Regions from separate parts of the Mus musculus genome. Here region 2 is linked to region 1. Evidence: chromatin contacts called from public promoter capture Hi-C data. All regions are on one chromosome and are shown on one strand. Each heading gives the region's core, a stretch centred on a gene start, on an enhancer-like site or on the middle of the called end of the contact. The rest is flanking DNA. Distances are from core to core; before and after follow the strand shown. Region 1 has its middle 5.3 kb from the start of n-TLcag9. Region 2 holds the start of Ppox (protoporphyrinogen oxidase).

What was found. Promoter capture Hi-C pulls out the DNA fragments that hold promoters and counts their contacts.
Region 2: a contact with region 1 is called in a promoter capture Hi-C map of embryonic stem cells, with 6 times the contacts expected there. The contact joins the promoter of Ppox here to the enhancer-like site in region 1. A contact is called at or near these places in 12 of 39 promoter capture datasets (the C10 cell line, the HPC-7 cell line, cranial neural crest and 8 more), 2 of 15 datasets of contacts at CTCF or cohesin (CD8 T cells and the NIH/3T3 cell line), 3 of 484 Hi-C or Micro-C datasets (B cells, CD8 central memory T cells and bone marrow-derived macrophages), 24 of 115 datasets of contacts at active chromatin or transcription factors (the HPC-7 cell line, the NIH/3T3 cell line, the SCID.adh cell line and 18 more) and 3 of 9 other capture datasets (adipose tissue, liver and pancreatic islet).

Annotation. Positions count from the first base shown.
Region 1 is chr1:171,093,871-171,099,398 of GRCm38.p6, forward strand. No RefSeq gene overlaps it. Among named protein-coding and RNA genes, the nearest start is that of n-TLcag9, 5.3 kb to the right of the region's middle. Within about 2 kb of position 2,896, at least 40 of the 459 cell types and tissues checked have an H3K27ac peak or open chromatin away from gene starts, as enhancers often do. A contact at or near this core is called in the HPC-7 cell line, embryonic stem cells, pancreatic islet and 1 more, where this site is marked.
Region 2 is chr1:171,277,566-171,283,093 of GRCm38.p6, forward strand. It overlaps Ppox (protoporphyrinogen oxidase), which reads right to left and starts at 3,621. Exons shown (of 13, transcript NM_008911.2): 1 at 3,308-3,621; 2 at 3,109-3,203; 3 at 2,823-2,957; 4 at 2,575-2,690; 5 at 2,304-2,436; 6 at 1,865-2,009; 7 at 1,558-1,748; 8 at 570-630; 9 at 317-435; 10 at 129-239; 11 at 1-31. The coding sequence starts at 3,195. Usp21 (ubiquitin specific peptidase 21) reads right to left here. Exons shown (of 13, transcript NM_013919.4): 10 at 5,450-5,528; 11 at 5,130-5,237; 12 at 4,932-5,046; 13 at 4,384-4,737. The coding sequence ends at 4,647.

The DNA of each region.
Region 1 (5,528 bases), core at 1,646-4,145:
TGTCTCGAAAAAAAAACAAAAGAAAAATTAAAAAAAAAAAAAAAAAGAGTTGCCCTTAGTCATGGTGTCTCTTCACAGCAATAAAACCCTAACTAAGAAAAAGCATATCAGAAACTTACCAGCATTTGGCTCTCTGGTAATTTTTTAAGGATCTGTTGCTCAACACAAATTTTACCATGCTTTGCCTTTGAGTAACTCCAACAGAGACCTTACCTGTTTACTTGCTCCTGATTGTTCTGTACTTTATAAACCCTACTTACATGTCCTTCAGAGTCTTTTAGATTTGTCAGACCTTCTACCGCCCGAGGTCCACGCCCCACTAAAATGTCAGCAAAGGCCACTAAAGTCCCACAAACTCTTCTGATTTCTCCGTTGAATCAACTTCTTTTTTGACTCTCCTAAAGACAATAGGATCTGGCCTGATGGACTGGACATTAAATGTCATCTTATACCTACCCTTCAGTTATACCGGTCTTTTCCTTTAGTGTCTTTCAGATCTCAGGTGGTGATAAGCACTGGTCCTTAATAGCTTATCTAATTGAAAGGCCCCAACTAAACCTGAAAAACTCCATTTTGTAAGCAGGCCTCCATTTTATACACTGGGCCCTGTCCTCGGGTTAAACTCTAATTACTAGAAAAACCACAAACTGTTTCACGAGGGAACCACACTAGACACGGGCCACCAACAGGAAAATACCTAACATTCCAGAGGCTATAGATAAGTAGAGATTGCTTAAAGCAGCTGAAATCACTGTTAGCCAGTCATATGTTTTATTACACATAACAGTGACCACGTGACCTCTTTAGCAACCTGTCCATGTTCTCCAACCTTATGTGTTACTGTAAGGGATTATAAAATTTGGCTTAAATCTTTAACCAGTCTCAGGGAATCTCTACACTCATCTGGAGAACCCCACTAGTTCATCAAGAAGGAACCCCACTTGATACCAGATAGGAGTCAAGAGCCACTCCGAGATTCCATCTGTGGACGTTTGTGGGCACTTTGAAGTGGTCTCACTTGGAGTTTAATAATAAAGACTGGGAGACATCTGTACAGTATAAGCCTGCTAGCCTTTTGGCTGGGGGCAGTCCCTCAGCTAACCATGTAGACTGGACCTAAACCTGGATGCCACGGTGTCTCATCCTCACCGCTTTTTCTGCTCTACCTCATTGCTGGGCTCTGTTCTTCCAGCACCAGCCTCCACTTCTGAAACTCTCTTCTTTCTCATTCTATGAAAGGCTTATTAGCATAGTGGGAGGGGTTCCACGGCTTACCTGCTCTGAACCAATCAGCAGCGTGATGTCCTCCTCTTAGTGCTGCCCTTTGGCCAGATTGAGGGCTTTGTGGCCTCCCTTGGCAGCTTGCTTTTAAACATGATAATCTGAGAGGATTGTGAATCAGTCTGTTTACATCTTTTGGGGTAGGTGAGGAAGCCAAGAACATTTACATATGGAAAGCAGGTCTTGTGGGCATACATACATTTATTGTAGAAATGGCAATACAGGGGCATACATCCATAGCCACCTGACATTATGCGTATGGGGGTAGGTTATCCCAACAATGGACATTCAACTTCTCCATAGGATATCCTTAGTTATGTCTCACTATCTGTAGCAAGACCCATGCAACTACTGCCATAGCAAAAAAGCACACTATTAGCATACATGACGCAAAGACAGCTGGATTACTGCAAATCCCACTCCAATCTGACTGGTGACTCATGGAAGCTACATTCCCTGGAGCTCTCTGCAATGACTTATAGGAAGCTTATATGTTTCAGAAACTGCTCTGTCCACAAGTGTCCCTATTGCTTATATAAGTTCAGGGATAGAGTGGCCTTGTGAACATTGTAAGATTCAGGGACTTCTTGAGACTTATGAGTTGTTTGAATCATTTACTTATTATTTGCTGACTTTTACTGTTTAAAAAGTAAGTTGTGGTGGTACATGCCTTTAATTCCAGCACTGTGGAGGCAGAGGCCAGTGGATCTCTGGTTTCAAGGCTGGCCTGCTCTACAAAGTGAGTTCCAGGGCAGCCAGGGTTGCTCAGAGAAGCCCTGCATCAAAAAAAGAAAAAAAAAAAAAAGCAAGCCCAAATAAATGTATGTGTTGGGGTGTTTATACATGAGTTCAAGGGCACACGGAGGTCAGAAGAGGATGTTGGATCCCCTGGAGCTGGAGTTACAGAAGGTGCGAGCCATCTAATATGGGTGCTAGGAAACTTGGGTTCTCTGCATAAATAATAGATGTTCTTAATCTCCTTGCCATGTCTTTAGTCCTCATTTCCTACATTTTAATTAACTAAAAAAGAAATAAAAAGGAAAGGAAAGGACATGACTTCCATGGTTTTGGAGAAAGTTTATTTTAGATAGAGGGAGAGCATGCCCCGGAGAGCTTTGTTAGCATTTCTTCTAGGCTCCACCCAACAGTTACCTAGCAACAGCCAGGTTTGAGCCTGGCCGGCTATAAAAGGTTTGTTTAGTCACCTCCACTTTCTCTCTCTCTCTCTCTCTCTCTCTCTCTCTCTCTCTCTCTCTCTCTCTTCCCCCGCCCCTTCTCTATCCCCTTGTGCCAGGAGGCATTTGTGAACCCCAGACCACCAAAGAGCCATCTCTGATATAATAGCATTAGGGTCTCTTTACTACAAGCTCAGGCTTGGACTCTCCTCCAGCCCAACCCTGACACAGCAGGATGGGGAGGGAAGGCGGAGCAGAACAAGTATTTATAGGAAAATGGGAGCGAGTGAAGGGGTGAGGGGGGGGGCGGTCCAGTCTGGCAAGGCATCTAATAGAATGACTACAAGCCAACAAGTGAGTGCTCTGAAGCAAGACGATAAACAGTCGCAAAGGTCTGAAAGTACATCTGAAACAATCAGACTGATCTTTGACTAACTGTTGCTAGGAAGTAGCTAGGGAGTAACTCTGTCAAGGACAAGCCCTGAGGTCCTTTCTGCTACTTGGGTGCAACTTGGGTTCCGCTGCAGGTCAAGTTCTCAGGATTTTTTTTTTTTTTTCCTTTAAGATGGAGGTCAGTCCCAAGATGGAGTAGGTTTGGCCTCTCACTCTCTCTTTCTCTGCCTCTACTCCGTTCTCAACCCCCCTTCTCTGCTGCCCCAAAATAAACTTCATTTTATACTAGACCCATAATATGGCTGGTACCTGGGGGGTGGGGTGGGGTTCCTCCGCATGGTATGGCACACCCCCTCCCCAGCATCATGCCACATTAGAAAACATATCAAGTATAGATATGCAGAAGAACATAGTTACATAGTTACACAGAATAGTACAGCCAGGGGCAGATATATCTGGGAAAGTCCAGAGTGGTCATGACCTTGAACCTTGTGGAGAGAGGGGGAGAAGAGTGAGAGAGGGGAACCAGGTGTTTGGTTTTGGGAAAAGGGACTGAGCACATATTTTAAATATCAAAGCAGACCTGGCCTCCAGGTTCTCCCAGCATTCCTTAGTCCCTACCTAACAAACCCTGTCCCCAACCTTGAATTTTCCAGCCCTGGGGCTGGACTGCTCTCCCCCTGCCCCCAGAGGTTCTTTCCTATATAATCCAGACATGTTGCTCTCTCTCTCTCTCTCTCTCTCTCTCTCTCTCTCTCTCTCTCTCTCTCTCTCTCTCTCTCTCCTCTTTTCTTTCTGTACACATGCTTTTTTTCTCTTTCTCCCTCCTCTCTCTCTCTCTCCCTTCCCCATGGTGACTTCCCTGGCTTCAGTCCCCGGGGGCAGTGAGCTCGACTTTCTGAGAGCGGTTTTCTAATAAGCTTGCAGTTAATGTGATTAAATTGGCTCAGTTCAACAGCAGTGGACAAATCACCTATCACCAAGAATGTCAGCCAGAAGACCAGAAGTACAAAAGGAGCAAAAGAGAGGCAGAAGGAAGGGCAGAGAGAGTAGATAAGCAATGTCTGGATCAGATAAGGGGAAGGACAGCCTAGCCCCTGAGACTGAAGGATGCTGGGAACGCCTGGGGGCCAGGCCTGCTTTGATAAGTTAAACTGACACCTCAGCTGCTGGTCTCAGGTTTGAAACTTAACATTTTCTATCTGTGACAGAAGTGCTTCACTTTGCTAGTGGGATAATGTATGCCTGTTGTCCCAGCACTCAGGAGGCTCAATTGGAAGAATCACTTGAGCTGATAAGTTCAAGACCACCTTAGGAACCCAGCAAAATCTATCTCAAAATACAATGCAGGTCATGATGACACACCTCTTGAGAAACAGCACCAAGAGCCAGCCGGAGCTACACAGTTAGTTATTATCTTTTTAAAAAAGAAAGAAAGAAAGAAAGAAAACCCAAACAGCAACACAAAGAAAAAGGGAAGAAAAGAGCAAGTGTAAGAATTAAACAATGACCTCACAAATGCAGGCATATGCTGTGTGTATTCTCTACCTTAGGAACACTGAAATTGTGTAGACTCAATTCTGCAGACTATTAGTTTTCATAGGAAGGCATGGAGGGGATTAAACATTCTACAAGGCAGATTGACCAATTGTGGCATCATGGTTGTAGGGAGATGGGATGTTGCAAACTCAGCCAAATTATTTTGGGCTGTCTTTGGTCTCCTTAATAGCCATTCATTGCTCACTTCTGTATCGGACCTTGTAAGACCCCAACTCAATGTGTTTCTTAGACCCCTAGAAACGAAGCCCAGCATGGAGTTCTTTGTTCTTTCGCCTGCAGCCTGAGAGAATGATGACCACTGGGTGACCCACCCAGGTGCCTGACCCATAGTGTAAGGGACCAAGAATGTTTGCCAAAGATAGCCTGTAACCTTTCCGTGAGAGATGAGCTGTAATTCACCATCCTCATTTTTACGATGTTTACTCAACTTCCCCATTCTTTGTGGTCTTATCCTCCCCTCATTTTATGGTTTATTCTTTAAAAACCCTCAACTGCAACTGCTGGGGTCAATCTCCTCTGCCCCATGCAGGTTATGAGCTCGGCCTCAGCATGCTGATGTCCGAATAAACCTCATGCAATATTGCATCAAGAACGGTTTCTCTCGAGTTATTGGGGTATTGGCTCATCCTGGGACTTGAGGGTCTCCCCGGAAACGGGGGTCTTTCAACTTAACCTCCTTTTCACCATCAAATCCAATTCACAGATCACTAGCTTCTAACCCAAACACTAAGAATGCTATCAGATAGCATTCAAAATCCACAGCAGCGTTCTTTTCATCTTGCTCCTCCCTACCAATGTTCACACCAGGTTACTTAAAACACACCTTGGTTAATGGTTTGTTTTGCTCTGTAATAAAAAAAAATGTGAAAGGACCCAGATATAGCTGTCTCTTGTGAGACTATGCCAGGGCCTAGCAAACACAGAAGTGGATGCTCACAGTCAGCTATTGAATGGACCACAGGGCCCCCAATGGAGGAGCTAGAGAAAGCACCCAAGGAACTAAAGGGAACTGAAACCCTATAGGTGGAACAACATTATGAACTAACCAGTACCCCCTGAGCTCGTGTCTCTAGCTGCATATGTATCAAAAGATGGCCTAGTAGGCCATCACTGGAAAGA
Region 2 (5,528 bases), core at 2,371-4,870, 180 kb after region 1:
GCTTCTGTAGCCAGTAACCTCCCAACATCACCTACGAGGAGACGCAGCACTGACCAGCCCGCCCTTGCCTATTCTGCAGCACAGAGAAGCCCCATGGACACCCCACCCCAAGCCATGCTTCCTCTCACAGTCACTCTGAGGCTTGGGGGGTTCCCATCCTGTTCAGGAAAAGCCACCGAGTCGTACACAATTCCCAGGACAGTCGGGTCTTCTGACGATGGCACCAAATGTCCAAATCCCTGGAGAAGAAGATGTCTGTGGGTCACAGGGAATGGCTGTCACCGAGCCCGTGTCTCCACTCTTCTTCCTCTTATACCTGGACAGGCAGACAAGCTCCTCGGTACTGCAGATTCACCACAGCAACAGACACTGCCTTGATGGTACTCAGGATTCGAGCTAGAGGTGCAGCCTCGGCAGGGAGCAGCTTGCTGAGCTCTGGAGAGCAGGCGTTCATTCTAGGCTAGCTCTGTCTTACTAGCCCAGCCCAGGAGCCTGTGTGGCCCTGCTGGCATATGAAGGCACACTATTGTCCCCTTAATGGCTAGGAAAGGGAAGGGCTGTCCCATTACCTGAAGCTGGAATGGCACTTATAATGTGGTCAGCCTCCAGACTGCTGTCCCCTAGAGACACCTGAGTGAGAAGAAAACTTGAAAGACGGTGTTATGAGGACTTTGTGGGGAAGGTGAGATTTGCTGCCTCGGTTTCAGAGGTACTCAAGAGGTAGGAAAGACTGGGTGCTGACCCAGGATGAAGGATATGAGTGACAAGATCACTTCAAAAACCAAGAAACCCTCTGTGTAATCCAGAAAGTGGGCCAGTTCGCCTGCTCTGGAATGTTCAGTGAAGGTGGGTGGCTCTGTCCCTGTCACGTCGAAAGCACTACTTCCGCTCACAGGCTTTACCTAAGGACATTCTGAGGAAGGTTCACAAATAGAGCCTAGCAACCTGAGGTAGCCAGTATCTACAGAGCTTCCCTAAGGCAGGAAAACAGTACGTCCAATGCTAAGGGTTTAACCTGACCTGGTCAGCCACTCTGACAAAGATGGTGCCATAGTCTGTGGATGTGTGCGCGTGAGTGGTGAGTGTGAGCACCTGTGGAGGTCAGGCCCTCTGCAAAGGCAGTACGTGCTCGCAACTGCTGAGCTCTTCCTTCAGCTTTCTCTCTTCCCAGAGGAAGACATTTATGGACAAAAAGGTATCATTGACCTAGGAGGCAGACCCATCTGAGGAATACCGCAGGGCTTAGCAAAGACTTTATGAGTCTTGTGACTGATGTGTGTGCAGCCATGGCAGCTCGCAGGCGACAGAGTATTAGAACGGTGGCTGTCTGAGGAAATGGTATCATGATGTTTTAAAAGCTTGGACGAAACTTAAAGAAATGGATGTTGAGCAAAGAAGCCCCCCTCCTCCCCCCGAAGGCCTATTTTGCTATAAAATCAGGTCGTGTACATTTGCATATGAAACTTTTTGCCAGGTGAAATTTTGCAATCCCCGATATAACAACAATAAAAGCAGTAACACTGACGTAGGTTCGCTACACTCCAGAGGTTCTCCTACCTTCCAGCGCCCTTCTGGCTGAAGGCTGAGCCCACAGACTGGCTGCCCACTGAGGACAGTGACCCCTTTACTTGCTAGGTGATTGTGAAGAGCCTGGGGCAACACCTCCAGCCCTCCACGGAGTGACCACTGGCTCCATCGCTCAGCCCGGGCCTGACGAATTAGTGAGGAATCCGGCTGGGGACTCTGTCCTAAAAGGAGGGGTGGGTGGGTAAAAGATTAAACTAGTACCCCTTGTACACAGTACCTCAGTTTGTCCTCAGGCTTTTTTTTTTCACCCTCTGAACCAATCAATGCTGCCCCTCACCTGCGCCCAGCAGCAGCCCCAGCAATATGGACCGGTGGGTTTGTTCAGCTTGGAAGAGACTGGGAAAGCAGGACCGGATGCTGAGCTCCCGGCTGTTGCCAGCAAATACTCCTCGGCAAAGACTGTCCATGGCTAAAGATGCCACCTTAAGAGTAAGACTGGGACTGAGGGACCAAGGAATAAGCCACCCTGACTGATTTCCATTGGCCCTGCTTGTGAGAGACTAAGGGAAGGAGAGAGTTTGGGTTGGAGATGTTCCCACTGTAACAAAAGGATGGGAAGGAAAGGAAGGCATTTATTCCCAACACTGGGTTTTGGAGATTCCAGCAATAGATAGTGGACATTCCTAAATGATTCAAGAGTCCCCGGGGTTAAGTCTGAGTTAGAGACTCAGCAACAGGAGGGGAAGAGGTTTGAGACCACCTCTGAGCAATGTCACCTCAGGTCCAAGGCGGCGCTGGGCAAAACTGTGCACAGTTTCATCAGGCTCTTTGCCCCTGGGCTTCAGCAACTCCCTCAGCCCAGCCCAAAACAGAGGTTTTGAGAAGGGGGGTGAAGGACGGAGTAGCCCCCTGCATGGAGGAAGGCATGGTTGAAAAGAAAACTCCCAGATTCACCTTTCAGAGGGTTCTTTTCAGCCATTAGACCCCCTGTGGCTGGAAGGCCTGACAGGGAGCGAAAGGGGGGTGTGTGTAATAGTGAGGTGTTACCTGAGGCCGGAGGGTAGAGGGTGCAGGGTACCGCCTACATACAGGAACCTGTTCTGGGCAGCTGGGTGATCCCCTCGGACAGGCAAGACTTCAGACTCCAAGCCAAGTTCAGAAACCTGTTCTCCACAAGCCCTCAGGAAGAGGAGAAACTAAGGAAAAACTGACCCAACGTTTTTCCTCTCTGCAACTCCGTCCCTTTGGAGAACTCTCCTCCACTACCTGTCCTACACATTCCACAAGACGCTCACCAGGAGCAGGGTCCGGGCTCCCAGGGCTCCAGCCGGCCTAATCCCTCGAGGTCCAAGTTCAAAGATCGCACCATCTGATCCTCGGATTGAGCGGATCCATCCTCCCAAACGCTTGCTGCCCTCCACTAAGATCACCTGGCGCCAAAAGTGAAGCACTGTCGCCACAGGGCAAAGGGACTGGGGGTCGGGGGAAGTGCATATTTCACGGAACAAAAATCTATGCAGCTTTTGCTAGAAATATCAAGAGTATTAAATGAGTCTTTCTCTGGTACTAGTGGGGACTCACCTTAGGAGGACTGGGGCCTCGGATCAGATGATAACTTGCGGCCAATCCACTGATACCTCCGCCAAGTACTATCACAGTCCGGCCCATCGTAAGGCCTGGGAAAAGGTCGAGATACCCCAGGAGAACGGGGCAGGGGAGCACTCTGTTTTACAACTGCAGAAACCCCCACTGGTCCCATACCCCACTTCTGGACACTTACTGATTTATGAGCAACTAATGCAGGGCGCGCGTGTACGTGCTGGTGGAAGAGTAAGGTCTTCGTTCTGAAGCCAGAACTTACCCACGAGATAGGGGGAACCCGAGAAAGTGAGTGACTGATAGAGGCCCTAGGAGCAGTCCATCCTGTCCGTGTGCAGATAAGGGCCACGCCCACGCTATCTCCCCAGCACAAACCCTTCGGAGGCCAGAATTCTACAGCACTCGGTTTTTCCAGCCTCAGGGGTGAGCAGGTTCAAGTCTGGTATCCCCGCCCCTAACTTTTAGGGTCCCTCCGACTCTCCGTCGATTCCTTTCTGGCGGCCTGCGTGACTGCGTTTCACTTTCTTGCTTCTTGATTGGAGGGTCTTGGAGTGCGGGTTCTGGATTGGTGAGCTCTGGATACATTCACCAATGAAAACACCATATTGGCAGTGACGCTACCAGAGGAGCAACAGCCGCTTTCGGAGTCAGTTCCGTGGAGCGGGTTAACCTGTTCGTGTCCTAATCGGAGTTAGTTGCAGTAACCGGCACTGCCTTCCCCAGGGACAGGACAGCGAAATCCTTGAGCATTCCCCAGCTCAAGCTTCCCAGGTCTGTGGTGAAAACCCTGGAGGTGGGAGAGCCCCACGAGCTTTAGTTAGGGAGAAAGAGAGAGACACTTGGAGGCCAGTCCGTGGGGAGAAGGCTCCATAAACAGCTCCTTGATGTTAGCAACAGACAGGGCCTACGGGAGCAAGGGCCGCCCGGCAACGGTACCAGTGTTTGTCAACAGGGGTTCTTGGATGCCTTGCCCTCGAGGGGCAGTACCCCTCTCAGGAAAAACCGGCGTGCCAATGCCTGCACTCTAGTTTCAGGCTTTCCCGCAACTTCACAGGTCTCAGGGTTTGTCTGCCTAGTTCCACTAAACTCAGTGTTTGGGTCCAAGGCTGGGGCCAGCTCAATCCCTGTTCTTTTCCTTCTGTTGTGAGAGCGCCCCCACCTGTCCAGAGACAGAATTGGGGCCCAGAAAGGCTCCAATTGAACCAAAATTCTAGATATCCATTCCCTCTTATCCACAAATACAAACATGAACATCACTTTTTTCTTAATAAATTTATTCACAAAAAAGTGAGATTGCAGAGGTTCTGGGGGCTGTACATGGTCAAGGGTCTGGTGGTTTCTGTACATGGGACAGGAAAACAAGGCGGAAGGGTACTTCTTAATAAAAAAAATAACGGGAGCTACAACCAACCCTCCTCCCCTCCCCGATTAAAAAGACACAAAAATAGACGTCTGTGAGGTAACTGGGGGCTTAAGGGTGTTGGGAAGGTTTTCACAGGTGCCAGGGCTTCAAGATGGTGTCACAGGCACCGAAGTGGTTCCTGCATCAATTGGTAGAACAGCACGTAGCCCTCACTGGATGCCACCTGATTTTCACTGACAGGGGAAACGCTGAGAAGAGAAACGGGACACGGCTGTGGTCAGTGGTCATTCTTGTAGATTCCCCCTCCATCCCACAAGACTCAGAGTAGCCAGGTGGAGATCAGGAGAGACTCTCCACCTATCCTTTGTCAGGAACTTATCTTTTCGGAGCTGGGGGGGGGGCGGTGGGAGGGGGCAGGAGTTGAACAAGAGGCTATTCTCACCGGGAGTCATTGTAGACATGCCAACCAGTCTGGCACCGGCACAGGGCTGTGTAGTGGCCATAGTGGACACTACCCGAGTGGTTGCAAAGGGCATACAGCTGGTAGACAGGGCTTCCTGCGGGTTAAATAACATCAGTTTCCACACCCAGTTGTGTCTCCCTCCTGAAGATTCTTTAGGAGGTTCCCTGCCAGACTCACCCGCTTTGTCGCTGGCAAAGTCCCCTAGGCTTAGTCTCTGCAGTGGGAAGTCTACACCTACTGAACTTTTCTTGATGGAGCCTCGGGAGGTGGAAAATCGGTTCAGATCTAAGCCCTGGTTAAGGAGCACTGGGGAGGCTAAGGGTCTCTAGGGGGGACTGCAGTAATAAATTCAGTACCCTCCATTCCCCCAACACATCCTGAAAGGTGGCAAAGAAAGTCAGGGTGGCAGGTTTTCCCTAAGGGAAACTCAAACGAAGGCGAGGAGACACTGTATGGGAGATACCCTAAGAGAAATAAGAACGTGAAGATTAGGATATGGAGCACGAGGATTCGGGGGAATCTTTGTACTGTCAACTTTTTGGTACTTCGGGTTTTCTGCCGACATCGGTCACACAC